Linked DNA regions of Danio rerio: region 1 is linked to region 2. A link is a contact called in public Micro-C data. All regions are on one chromosome and are shown on one strand. The core of a region is the stretch at or near the end of the contact, and the rest is flanking DNA. Distances in the headings are between cores, read along the strand shown.

The links. A called contact is a pair of places that touch in the nucleus more often than the background predicts.
Region 1: a contact with region 2 is called in a Micro-C map of caudal fin, with 2.2 times the contacts expected there. The contact joins the promoter of ccdc85cb here to the enhancer-like site in region 2. A contact is called at or near these places in 2 of 18 Hi-C or Micro-C datasets (caudal fin and an unstated tissue).

The regions. Positions count from the first base shown.
Region 1 is chr20:5,379,089-5,381,788 of GRCz12tu, reverse strand. It overlaps ccdc85cb (coiled-coil domain containing 85C, b), which reads left to right and starts at 1,284. Exons shown (of 7, transcript NM_001002628.1): 1 at 1,284-2,358. The coding sequence starts at 1,662.
Region 2 is chr20:5,343,419-5,346,118 of GRCz12tu, reverse strand. All of the region lies in intron 1 of ccdc85cb (coiled-coil domain containing 85C, b), which reads left to right. Among named protein-coding and RNA genes, the nearest start is that of ccdc85cb, 36 kb to the left of the region's middle. Within about 2 kb of position 1,423, at least 20 of the 62 cell types and tissues checked have an H3K27ac peak or open chromatin away from gene starts, as enhancers often do.

The DNA of each region.
Region 1 (2,700 bases), core at 35-2,534, 36 kb before region 2:
TTTTACACCGGCGTGAATAATAATGATAATAATAATAATAATAATAATAATAATAATAATCGTTATTGTTTATTTAATTCTGTATTTGTTTAGAAAAAGACAATATAATCTTTTATTTATCTTTTATTCATAATCTTTTTATTTAATCTTTTTATTTTACACCGGCGTGAATAATAATTATGATAATAATAATAATAATAATAATAATAATAATAATAATAATAATAATAATAATAATAATAATAATAATAATAATAATAATAATCGTTATTGTTTATTTAATTCTGTATTTGTTTAGAAAAAGACAATATAATCTTTTATTTATCTTTTATTCATAATCTTTTTATTTAATCTTTTTATTTTACACCGGCGTGAATAATAATTATGATAATAATAATAATAATAATAATAATAATAATAATAATAATAATAATAATAATAATAATAATAATCGTTATTGTTTATTTAATTCTGTATTTGTTTAGAAAAAGACAATATAATCTTTTATTTATCTTTTATTCATAATCTTTTTATTTAATCTTTTTATTTTACACCGGCGTGAATAATAATAATAATAATTATAATAATAATAATAATAATAATAATAATAATCGTTATTGTTTATTTAATTCTGTATTTGTTTAGAAAAAGACAATATAATCTTTTATTTATCTTTTATTCATAATCTTTTTATTTAATCTTTTTATTTTACACCGGCGTGAATAATAATAATAATAATAATAATAATAATAATAATAATAATATTAATAATAATAATAATAATAATAATAATAATAATCGTTATTGTTTATTTAATTCTGTATTTGTTTAGAAAAAGACAATATAATATTTTATTTATCTTTTATTCATAATCTTTTTATTTAATCTTTTTATTTTACACCGGCGTGAATAATAATGATAATAATAATAATTGTTATTGTGTATTTAATTCTTTATTTATTTTTTTTTAGAAAAAGACAATATAATCTTTTATTTATCTTTTATTTATAATCTTTTCATTTAATCTTTTCATTTTACACCGGCGCGGGACAGTGAGGACACTGTCTCTTTAAGAGGGCAGGTCCTGCCTTTTGCCTCTCATCTCTGAACCTGCTCAGAGCCGCTCGGATCAATTCACACACACACCAGTCCAAGGAAAGAGCAGAACCCGACACTGGCAAACACTCAGGAAAAATCCTCCTATACATCGTTTTGGGGCTTTCGATGACTGACAACACGGATGTTAGTGTGTGTGTTTTTGAACGAAGGCGGTGTTTATGGTTGTGAATATTTTGAAACGCAGCTCTTGAAACCTGTAAGATCACACATGATCTAAAATATTATTTGTTTGCCTCGAGAAAGAAAAAAACATCGTTTCATTTTAAACCATGGTTGTGGATACACATCTCGCGGATATTTTAGGACATGTAAATACATGGATGATTCCAGAATTGTCGGTAAGTGCGGCACCATTAAAAGTAACGTTAATGGTTTGGGAACACATTTGTTATTAAATTTCTCCTGTACGTGTAAATATAGAATCTAACGCATGAGTATTTTGTTTTTAAACGAGTCTTATTGCGTTTTCGTGGTGCGAAGAGCAACACTGTCACATTTACATTGAGTATTTTAATACTCCGAGACTGTAAGCGAGAGCCATGATGGCCAAACACTGTCCTAATGATGACCTGAGTAAGATCCCAGACGAGGAACTGGTCAGGTGGAGCAAAGAAGACTTGATCAGGAGACTGAGGAGGGTTGATGGTGAGAAGATGAGCCTGATGCTGGAGCATAGCAACATGATGAAGGATGTCAACCGCAGTCTGCAGGTGCACCTCCACGAGATTCGCAATCTCAAGGAGATCAACCAGAAACTGCAAGACGACAACCAGGAGCTCAGGGAACTCTGCTGCTTTCTGGACGACGACCGGCAGAAAGGTAAGAAGCTGTCTCGGGAATGGCAGAGGTTTGGGAAGTTCACGGCGAGCTCCGTATGGAAGGAGGTGAGCACCTATCAGCAGAAGCTCAAGGAGCTGGAGATCAACCAGGAAAACGTTCTGCGGGAGAACGCAGAGCTGAAAGACATCATTCTCATGTTGGACGAGGACAGGAATGGAGCTGGATCGAGGAGTTCTATTGACAGCCAGTCCAGCCTGAGCAACCTGAACGGAGGATCGGGCACTGTAAGAGATGTTGGCGATGGGAGCAGCACATCCAGCGGTGGAAGCGCTGGCAGTCCAGATCATCATCATAACCATATCCACAAGACTGTAGAAGCGAAGATTGGCACTGTGAGAAGATCAATGGATGATCTGTCGGCCCCGCATCATCACAGGAGCATCCCCGCTGGACTTAATGGTGAGTGTAGATTCATATCTCTGCTGCCGCCATTTTTGAAAACCTTTGATATCAGTATTGCTATGGCTTTTAGTGCATGTCTTTTATCTCTGAGGCTGTTTATGTGTCACCCAGGAGTTGTTCAAAGTAACTTCTATCAGATATGTGACCGTGGACCACAAAACCAGTCATATAAGGGTTTACATTTTGAAAATTGTGATTTATACAATATTTGAAAACCGAATAAACTTTCCCTCGATGGTTTAAGATACAGCTTTTTCGAAATTTGTTATCTGACCCTGCTAAAAAATCCAGCTTAAACCAGCCTAGGCTGGTTTTAGCTGGTCGACCAGGCTGGTTTTA
Region 2 (2,700 bases), core at 174-2,673:
GATGTAAAAGGAACCTTACGATGTTGAAAATATTCACATAAAGCTTTCACCGGAAGTTCATCATTGGCTGAAAAAAAAAAGTCTCAACTGCGATTTTTGAGGGGTTTTTACGCGTTATATATTTAAAATTAATCATGTGTGTTAACGCTAATTTTGACAGCCCTAATATATATATATATATATATATATATATATATATATATATATATATATATATATATATATGTATATATATATATATATATATATATATATATATATATATATATATATATATATATATATATATATGTTTCAGTTTATTTTTTTATAAATAAAGGTTTAAATGAGCATTTCATACAAACATTTTAGAGAAAATATCAGATTGATGGGCCTTCAAAAATTGATCGGAGAAAGAAGTAGGCCCCAAAGTGAAAAAGCTTGAGAATCTCTGCTTTATAGGACTTTTTGGAGAATTGTACATTGAAAGTCTATTTTTGTTTTAGTTTTATTTATATATTTTTTTATGTTTCGTTAATTTTACCCTTCAAAAAAACTTGAATTACAAGCCGGTGGACGATTGTTTAACAGATAGCTGTATAATTGTATATGATGACATGAGACACCTACTGTATACCACTGTTCTGTCATTGCAAATCTTTAAATAAATGTTAAGAAAAAAACTAAAAATATAAATTAATAAAAAAATCACGCTATTATATGCTTGAATATGTAAAGCTAGTTTGTTCAAATCCCTAACAGAGCAATAATAATAGTGATAACTCATTATAAGCCTGTGGAATTCCAGTCAAGATTCAGTATCCAAATGCATGTATGCCTACCCTGTTTATATTTTTTCAAACATTCTTTTCTTCTGCTCTTACTTTCCTGTTCTTATAATGAAGACCAGAAAGCTTGTGCATCAACGTGATTTATTTTCCGACTTTCTTTTTAGCCAAGCTTGAAATCCAAACTCAGACAGATTGAGTTTAGTTCTTTCCCTCCCTCCCATCTCTCTTTAATTTAAGTTTCATTGTCCGCCGAGCTGTAGTTTTCTAACAGAATGAGGTCAGACAGTATGGAATGAATTACTGTACGGACTGTTGTTTCTGCTTGGACTGCCACATCTTGCAGCAATTGATCCAGCAACTTCGTGCACACACCCATCGAAAGCTTGCACTGAGATATTTCCCTCCTGCTATTTTTTATTTTTTTTGCTTTCCTTCAAGATTCATTCAAACATACACACACACACACAAACAGGTTTGTTTTTGTGAATTGTCGGTGACATTCAAACTTTTAATAGGTTGTATAATTTTCATACTAGTCTGTGTTTTCTTTCCCCAACCTTACACCTTAAAAAATGTGGACATTAGCAGTGTCCACATCAGCGTGTTGGAATTTATCTGAAACCCCTGCTGCGTTTTGTGGGCTTTGGGTGTGACTGCCGTTAGGAGGGGCTGCCTGTGATGTCACGAAGACAGCTTCACAGTTGCTGCCCATGCGGCCTTTCCTGAAGATTCCCGCGTGAGCCTTGTGCCGCAGTGTCGGCTATGGAAGTGGGTCATAGCGTTGCTGATGCGATTGGAAGCGACAAAGCGAGAGGGACAGACTCGCTCCCCCACCCCCCAATGCGCTCATCCGCGTCGTGCCGCCACACACAAATACTTCCATGTCAGTTCACTGAGCTAACATGCACAAATAGCTGATCAGCACGTCAGATTGATTTGAATATGATTTCGCTGTGCTGTCTCTCAATACATTTGGAGCTGACTACTGCTTGTGTGTGCAAGAAAGGAATGAACTAAAAGCAGCAGAATAATGGGTGAAATTGGTCAAATTAATGATGCTGCATATATATATATATATATATATATATATACATATATATATATATATATATATATATATATATATATATATATATATATATATATATATTTATATATATATATTTATTTATATATATATATATATATATATATATATATATATATATATATATATATAAGTGCTGTCAATCAATTAAAAAATTCACTAATTAATCGCACCTTTTAAAAAAAATTAATCGCGATTAATCGCATTTAAAATACTGAAACTTGTAATTTTGGCTATTTAAATGTAAAATTAATGTAAACGCAAGACAAAAAATGCTTAAATTCAAAATATAATTGTTTGATAGAATTTTTGTTTAACTTGTAACACAGATTTCTCCATGTAAACAACATACCCACACAAAACCATCAAGATCCTGGCTTGACAGCCATATTTATTACAGAAATGAAAACACAGGCATGTTAATGACATTTAAATTTCAAAACAATCAATGCCAATAAAGAAAACATTGATTTCCATGTTGGATTCTAAGTGGACTGCAAAAAAAATGCCAAAATACAGATATTGCAAATATGGAAAATGAAAAATTATAATAATAAACTATAGAATAGAAACTGTTGCACTCATTGTAAAGTTTTATTGCTGTGAGTTGAGAACATTATAGAGTAGAAACAATTTTGTTTAATCCTCCTTAACATTCATCCAGTTGCTACGACTAGGAGTATCCCGCAAGTGCACAGAGACTCCCAAATGCCTGCAAATGAATGATAATTTCTCGCAAACCGGTCGTTAAATACATTGCACACCCCTCTCGCCCCTACTCAGATACGTCGCTCACTCCACCCCTGACACAGACACACACAGACACACACACACACACAACGC